Regions from separate parts of the Anser cygnoides genome. Here all the other regions are linked to region 3. The links are chromatin contacts, called in public Hi-C maps. All regions are on one chromosome and are shown on one strand. The core of a region is the stretch at or near the end of the contact, and the rest is flanking DNA. Distances in the headings are between cores, read along the strand shown.

Evidence for each region. Hi-C and Micro-C count contacts between places; a contact is called where the count stands out from the background.
Region 1: a contact with region 3 is called in a Hi-C map of liver, with 2.5 times the contacts expected there. The contact joins the promoter of RAB39B here to the promoter of SMARCA1 in region 3. A contact is called at or near these places in 4 of 7 Hi-C or Micro-C datasets (fetal liver, granulosa cells and liver).
Region 2: a contact with region 3 is called in a Hi-C map of liver, with 2.4 times the contacts expected there. The contact joins the promoter of ATG4A here to the promoter of SMARCA1 in region 3. A contact is called at or near these places in 4 of 7 Hi-C or Micro-C datasets (granulosa cells and liver).

Annotation. Positions count from the first base shown.
Region 1 is chr13:2,995,239-2,997,938 of Taihu_goose_T2T_genome, reverse strand. RAB39B (RAB39B, member RAS oncogene family) reads left to right here and starts at 1,265. Exons shown (of 3, transcript XM_067004896.1): 1 at 1,265-2,308. The coding sequence starts at 2,094.
Region 2 is chr13:3,077,164-3,079,863 of Taihu_goose_T2T_genome, reverse strand. It overlaps ATG4A (autophagy related 4A cysteine peptidase), which reads right to left and starts at 1,447. Exons shown (of 13, transcript XM_048070787.2): 1 at 1,318-1,447; 2 at 100-210. The coding sequence starts at 1,327. PSMD10 (proteasome 26S subunit, non-ATPase 10) reads left to right here and starts at 1,512. Exons shown (of 5, transcript XM_048070789.2): 1 at 1,512-1,670; 2 at 1,777-1,875. The coding sequence starts at 1,536.
Region 3 is chr13:2,866,760-2,869,459 of Taihu_goose_T2T_genome, reverse strand. SMARCA1 (SWI/SNF related, matrix associated, actin dependent regulator of chromatin, subfamily a, member 1) reads left to right here and starts at 1,354. Exons shown (of 24, transcript XM_048070691.2): 1 at 1,354-1,507. The coding sequence starts at 1,409.

The DNA.
Region 1 (2,700 bases), core at 16-2,515, 130 kb before region 3:
GGGCTCTCCCAGGATCCCATTTGCTCCTACCTGCCCTGTTGCTGCTAATAAATCTCATGGCTGCCTGGTCACGCAGCGCGTGTTCGTCTGTATGCGTGTGGTAGAGGAGATGAAAATACCGTCTGTGTCACGGGATCCTGTGGGTTTATTTGCTGGGAAAACGGGTCCCTGATGCTCCAGGAATGTCTAGAGTTTTCCTCTAGATCCTACTGGGATCTAGATCTGCTGGGCACCATCCCACCCATCTGTGCCCTCCCTGGTTCCTCACAGCCTGGGAAAACTCAGGGTGCTTCAGCTGCTCCCCATCAGGGCTCACGCTGCAGCAGCCGCCCACAGGTGAGCCAAGTCCCCCATGACACCCTGTCTGGATGGGTGTCCCCTCCTGGGTTCCCCTTCTGCCACACAGCCACCAGAAACTGCCAAAAAACAGCCGCTGGATCTGAAGAGAAACCACACTGAAACCTGTTGGAGAAACGGACCGGGGAGATGGTGAGTGTGTGGGGAGGATGAGCGAAAGGAAAAGGGTTCAGAGAAACCACAATTTGTTGTGGGCTTGAAGTAATGGGCATCAAACGCTCAGAAATCATACAGCTAAATGTAACAGATCCCCACAAAGCCGTGCTGGCAATGAGTCATTGGTTAATGTACTGGTAACTTGGATTTATAGGTTTAATATTTTTTCTGTTGCTGTGCAGATTGCTTCATCAGTTTTCTTTCCTGTCCTGAGGTACTGTAAAATAGGATCTTTTGGGTTGGTTGTTTTTTAATAAATGTACCATATTTCAAGGAAAACGTTCCTTGCCATTTTTCCCCAAGCCCTGAAGTGGTCTCTCTGATGTCCTCGTCCAATTTGCAAGCTGGCTAACTAGCTCATACCTATATAAATGCCCTTTTTTGAGGATTAAAGAAGTATAACAGTCACTGCAAATGCATTTATTTCAATAGTGGTCATGCAGGCAGGGCTCTTTAATGAAATCAATTTATTAAAAAACATGTTTCCTAAATAATAAAAAAAGTTTGATGCTTGTTTAACTTAATACACACAATATAGTCAAGATTTTTAATAATTATGTGTGATCATTTTCCCTTCCAGAGACCACAGCTCTGCTTTGGAAGTGCCGAAGAAGCTTGAACCGAGCTGTACCCCACGAGCATGGCACCACTCCTGCTCGGGACGTGCCGTGTGCTGCCTCTGGCTGAGATCTTCAAGTCTGAGGTACATTTGGGGCGTTAAAGCTGAGGGGTGTGTGGGGATGTGTGGAAATGCTGCGTGATGGCAGACAGCGCTAAGGGTGCTGCTGTCGGGTTCCTGAGCAGTGTGCCTCGCCTCTGCGCAGGCCTGAGCACGGCTGAACAGAGCGAGGGAAAATGGATTTAAGATTTGTGGTGTTGGGGCGTTTAATTTCCAGGTATTTTCCGTTTTGAGACTCTACGTGCCTCACATATAAACACATACGCATGCAGATATATGCGTGCGTGCTGCGTTTCGTCAGTTCGTTAGTCACACAACTCGCTTCCTCACAAGCGGTGAGGACCCTACATTTCTGAAACTGAGAGGAAGGTTTGAAACGCGTAGAGGCGTCGCGCACCCCGCTCCGCTCCCCTCACGCTTTGGGAAGAGCTCGGAAGAAGCAGCCTCGGCCCTGCGCTTCCCCTTAATTCGGGGTCCGCCTGGACCCCTGCTCCCCTCAGCCACCGGGGCTCCCCTCAGCCACCGGGGCTCCCCTCAGCGCAGCGTTCCCCCTGCGCGGGCTCCCCTCAGCCCCGGGTCCCCTCAGCGCTGCCCCCCCCGGCCTCCCGTCACGGTCCCGCCCCGCTCCGCCCCCGCCCGGCTCCCGCGGCGGCGGCGGCGGCGGTCCGGGGCTGGCGGCTCCTCCCGGCAGTGCGGTGCAGCGCGGCCGCCATTACAGCGCGCCTCGGCCGCGCCTCCACCGCAGCCCGGCGGCGGCAGCGGCGGCGGGCCGGGCCGCGCCACGGGGCCCGCCTGAGCGGCGCGGCGGCGGCGGCCGCCCCTGGGTCGGGTATGGGCGGCACGGAGGAGGCGGCGCGGCGGCGGCGGTGGCGGTGCGGGCGCTGAGGCGGGCGGCGGCAGCATGGAGGCCATCTGGCTCTACCAGTTCCGCCTGATCGTCATCGGCGACTCCACCGTGGGCAAGTCCTGCCTCATCCGCCGCTTCACCGAGGGGCGCTTCGCCCAGATCTCCGACCCCACGGTGGGCGTGGATTTCTTCTCCAGGCTGGTGGAGATCGAGCCGGGCAAGAGGATCAAGCTGCAGATCTGGGACACGGCCGGCCAGGAGCGGTTCCGGTGAGGAGTGGGGCGGGCCGGGGCCGCTGCTGCCGGCGGGTGAGACAAAGGAGAGGCGAACCTCACCCCTCGCTTTTTATTTCATTTCATGGCTCCTTATCGCTTGCGTTTATTGGCTTATTTATCTGTTGGCAGCCGTCAGTGTGAGGAGCAGGACTGTTGTTGTCACCACGGACCGCGGTTGCGTGTAGGCTCACTAGGGCAGAGGAGCACACAGTCGGGTTTTTGTAAGCCCTGCGGTAGGTGTCGGCTGCAGAAAGGCCAGGACCAGCCCTCGGCTGTGGCCGTGCAGGAGGATGCCACGCTGCGAGGGCACGGGCAGTGCCAGAGCGTCAGTGATACCCCTGAAGGCTCGACTGGGAGAAATAAGGGCTCTGTGTCGGGCTGTGCCA
Region 2 (2,700 bases), core at 198-2,697, 210 kb before region 3:
AGCTTCTCTCATGAGACATTTAAGGAATGGACGGAAATCAGGAGCTGCTGCTGCATCTGTGAATGCTGTACAGATTTTACAGATGAATTTTACAGATACCTGCATTTAGGTGGTGTTGCCTTCCTAGAATCCACACCGGCTCATCAGTTTCTGGAAATTCTTCTAAGTAGTCTGACAAAATAGTGATCTGATTTTCATACCTAGATAAAACTGAACAGGAATACGGGAACATTCAAACCCCATTCCGTCCCCTCCTCCTTTCACGCACACCTTTGAGTTCTTAGACTGAGCTATTGCAGCTTCGCAGCCTTTGGATCTTCTGAACCCCGCTGCCAGCTGTGTTTACACTTTCCCTTAACAGCTGAGCTATCCAATGACTTGGCTGGTTTATATGTTGCTCCTCAGCAACTTCTGAGAGAATAACATGGCTGACACTGTGATCACAAGCAGCCTGACTGAAGCCGGCAGCAGAAGTTCAGGATTACTGCAGAGAGGGGAAGATATAACCCAGGGAAATGAGGAAAGGGAGGACTGCAGGCATCAAGGCTCGTGTGTCCGTGATCAGATGCACACACAGTGCTGCTCGGAGCGATTACGGCCCCATGCTTAATGGGAAGCACGTGAAAAGTGTTAGCGGGGCTGGGTTTTGCTTTCCTAGCCAGAGACTGGAAACACTTCAGGAAAAAAAAAAAAGTATTCAACCTTAGATCTGTTGCTGGCTGTAGAATAACAGGGGATAACTGACAGTACTGAAGGAAGGCTGGTTTTTTTTAGATAATTAAAGCAGCATTTGGTGGAAGAGCGAAAGGGGCCTTTGATGGTTATCTTTTAGATAACAACCTTAAAATGCTGCTAAAAAATTGTAAGTGGAAAGCAAAAGCAATGACGATCATCATTTGCTCTGCAAGTCCAGAACGTATACGTGGTATAGGCAGCAGACTGCCAGGCAAGCACGGGGGGACCCCGCTTGCGTACAAACCAGCACCAGTGACCCCCAGTCTCTCCCAGTTCTCCCCAGTTCCTCCCAGTTCCCCCAGTCCCTCCCAGTCTCCCCAGTCCTTCCCAGTTTCCCCCAGTCCCCCCCAGTTCCCCTAATCCCCCCAGTCTCCCCAGTTACCCCCAGCCCCCCCCCCCCCAGTTCCCCCATAGCTCCCTTGCCCCCCCCCCAGTCCCTTCCAGTCTTCCCAGTTCTCCCCAGTTCCCACAGCCCCCTCAGTTCCCTCCAGTCCCCCAAGTTCTCCCCAGCTCCCCCAATTCCCCCCAGTCCGCCGCATTCACCTCAGCAGCGCCCCGGGCACCCCCCTCGCCGCCCCTCACCTGACTCCATCCTCCCGCTGCCACCATCTTCCTCCTCCTCCTCCTCCTCCTCCTCCTCCTCGCCCCGACACGGAGGCACACGGCAGCAGCCGCGCGGTGCACGCTGGGAGCTGTAGTCCTCCCCCCGAGGAGCGCGGCGCCGCTCCTCGCCTCCCTCCCCCCTCCCCGCCTACAACCCCCAGCACGCCCCGCGGGCGAGCCGAGAGGGTGGGAGGACGATGTCGGCGGGCGCCATGGCGGGCGCGGTGTCGGTGTCGGAGGTGGCGGTGTGCAACATGGCGTACGGCGGGCGCCTGGACGAGCTGCGCGCCCAGCTGCAGCGCGACAGGGGCCTGGCCACGGCGGCCGACCAGGTCAGCGCGGGTTGCGGGCTCTCCCCCCGCCCCGTGAGGCGGCGGCTCCCGGCAGCCGGCCCCGCTCGGCGCCCCGGGCTGACCGCCGCCCGCTCCCTCCCCACAGGCCGGCCGCACCGCGCTGCACTGGGCCTGCTCGGCCGGGCACGCCGCTGTCGCTGACCTGCTGCTGGGGCTCGGGGTGCCTGTCAGCGAGAAGGACGACGTGAGTGGGGCTGGGAGGGAGCGGGGGTCTGGGGGGGGAGAGAAATGGGGGTCTGAGGGGGAAAGGGGGGGGAGGTCTGAGGTGAAAGGGGGGGGGTCTGAGGTGAAAGGGGGGGGTCTGAGGGGAAAAGGAGGGGTCTGAGGGGAAAAGGAGGGGTCTGAGAGGAGGGGTCTGAAAAAAACGGGTGCTGAGGGGAAGGGGGGTGCTGGGGTGAAAGGGAGAGCTGAGGGGAAGGGTAAGGCTGAGGGGAAAAATGGGGGCCCTGAGGGGAATGGAGGATCTGAGAGGAATGGGGGGGGTGCTGAGGAGGGCATTATGTTGTGCCTCATGGTGAGGGACTTACTTTGAAGGCTTCTCACTGCTGTGGGTGGCGTTATAGAGTAGATCCCAAGCTCAGTGATTGCTCGGTTCCAGAGGATGTGGTCTGTTACTGTCCGGGAGAAAATATTTATGTTGTGAAGCATCCTAAAGGTCACCCTTGAAGAAGGAAGCGTTGTCCTGCTAGTTTAATGGGAGGGTGGGATATAGAAGGCATTGCAGAAACTTTTAGATGCCCTTTTCTGCCACTTTTGTTTGTTCTCAAAATATCTCCTTTGGAAAGCAACACCGTTGGGTCTGGAGGGGTGAGGTGCCCCCCAAGGTGCTGTACCTAACGGGAACAGAAGCGATTTCTGCCATTTACTTGCTCGCTGCTGTCAGGTAGTGCTGACATACAAGCAGACCTGAGGTGATACCAATCACATTTAGCTCTGCAGTTATAACACCATGCGCAATTTGATTAGCAAGTAATCTGCTTTGCATTGGGGTTATGTTTTCATTGTGTTT
Region 3 (2,700 bases), core at 105-2,604:
TTTCATGAAAGCAGCACCGTGACTGTTTTGTACAGCACATAATATTCCTGTGAATTGCAAGTAAAAAGCAAGCTGTGAGAAACACTTGAGAGTGTTTTGTATAAACAGAAGCTACAAGCATTTGAAACTGCAGTAGGAAAGCCAGATATTAAAAAACAGTTAGTAGGCTATTTTCCGTAAAGTCTAAGAACTAATGCATCAGAGACTGGAATTTTCCCACCTTAAAGACCTTTTGCATCGCTGATGTTAAGCTTCATTTTCTAGAGAGCCCTGCTTGGAAAAGCTATTTGGATTACTCTCTAAAAACCAGTCATGTCACTCGTCTCAATTGTGCTAAGAAAAATGTACTTCCCAAAGCCTTTGTAAATGAATCAGATGGAAGGGCTACTGCAGGTGCTGTGGGCCTTGTCCTGTTGCAAACTATGCAACAGGGGCAGATGGCAATAGGGTGCTAAGTAATTTGGAAGAGCACTGTTTTGCAGATGTCTCACAACAGGGAAAATGAGAGTTTGGGGCTTAAATTTTGTATGTGGAACCATCACTTAGATGAGACGCTCCATTTCAGAATAATCAGGCGGTCATAGGATCAGTTCAGAACTGCAGAGCAATGCTTCACAAATTGCACCTTTGATTGGAATCAAGGTATATATAGAAGAGACGTCTCTGAGGTCTGTCTAAACGCAGTGCATGAGCCACACAGCCCGTTTGTTCAGCTCAGTTGTTGATTTATGCAGGAAGATCTTGATGAGCTGCTGGGCTTGTTATTAGGAGAAAACAATTATGCCTCACTCTGCCTACAGGGCTGGGGTTTGATCTTTCTGTGGACAAAAAGCTTGCAGTATTGCCTTTGTGAGTAGTCATTGGGTAAAACACCCAATTTGAAGCTTTCATTTTTTTCTGTGTGGCGTCCCAAGGGCTGTTTTGGGTTTCCTTCAGCAGCACGAACAAAACTGCAGCTCAGCAGCTGGCAATCCGGACACACTGCGTGAGGAGCCATCCGGAGCTGCTCCATTAGTGCCATTTCCACCATCAGACACACACACTGCTGAACGAGGCAGGCCTTCAGGAAACATAAATCTTTATTCTCCCTACAAGCTACACCTGCTATAGGGCCCGCGCTTTAGGACACACATTAGCCCTGAAGGCATGAAGAGGCGGCTCTCCTCCTGGGGCACGGCCTGGGCCACCCCTTATCACACACCTGCCGCCTCCACAGGGCTCCAGCACCGAGGAAGAGCCTCAGACAGAAGCACTGAGACCTGCACGGGGGACACCGCCGCTCCCGGCCCGCGGACCCCCATCCAAGCCCGGGGACCCCCCGCAGGCCCCTGCCCCTCTCACGGAAGCCTCGCGAGGCCTGCGCGGGGCGGAGCCGCCGCGTTTTGGGGGCGGAGGGGCCGCGCACAAAATGGATCCCGGCCCCGGTAGCCCCGGAGTGCCTGCGGCCACCCGCTCGGACGGCGAGGTGCCCTCCACCTCCGCTGCGCAGGAGCCCGGCTCCGAGGAGGTACCGCTGCGGGGTCGGGGGCAGCCCCGGGCGGGTGTGGGGCGGCGGCCGGGCTGCTCCCCTCGGTGCCGCTCCTCGGGTTGAGCCCCTCGGCAGGGCGAGGGCGGCCGCCGGCCTCCTCCCGGTCCCGTTTTATTTTTACTTTCTGGGGAAGGGTCGCGGCAGGACCCCCGGTGAGGTGCCGGGGGTCGTGGTCGGGTGTCCTTGGAAGCGGAGCGGGGCTCGGCCCGAGGGATGGATGCTGCGGGCGCTGCCTTATGGGCAGTGGTCGTGTGCCCTGCCTGCCGCAGAAACCTGCGGGAAGTGCTGGTGTTACGGGGTCAGGGCCGAAATTCCAGCTAGTGGAAGTCACCTTCTGCCCCAAAGGGATGCCAAATCCTGTGTTTCGTTACCTTGGTGCGGGAAGGGTTATGGAATATGCTGTAGCAATGTTAAGGGGAGGAAAAAGTTTAAGGGTTTCTGTACGAGCCTGCAGCTTATTCTGCAAGATTTTATCTTAACTGATACAAAAAGAGTATTAAATGTTCAGAGGTTCTCTATAAATCAATTGAAAGCAGTTAATGGTTTAGAATATTACCAACGTTGTGCTACTGTGCCATGGTGGTCATCATGTTTCTTAAGGGAAAGTGTTGGTGAGTGCTCGTTGAGTTCTTACTTTGACCATGGAATTTCACTTCAGCTGGGCCACAGGCCCGCTGGGTACTACACAGTTAGGAACCTGCATGATAATAATGTTAATATGCAGCCTGTTGAGCTCCTGGCCCCTTTCACTGCTTTACATCGCTGCTGGGAGCTGGTAGCTCTGCTTAGGCTGGTTGGCAGAGGTTTCAAGGTGAAGTATTTTGGATCCTTGAAGCAGCTGAGGTCTGTTATTTTGGAAGCTGTTGCATGGTCCTGTTTATTGTGAGGATTTAAATGGCACCATTTCTCAGGGGGCTCATATCTAGGGTTTCATCTGTCATGGAAGACTTTTCTGCGGTAGAAGCAGGCTGTTACCAGCCAGCTCCACGAACAAAATGAGTTAAAAGCAAGAGTCCTCTTTTGCTGCTTTAATTGTTTGCAGCGAGGATTTTGCTAGTCTTCCTATTTCCTGTTAAACAGGCCCTTTAAGCGATGAAGATGCATTCTGCAGTTGTTAGGGTAAAACTCCTATAAACTTAATGAAATATTTTGTGATTCTGGGTTATGTTAGG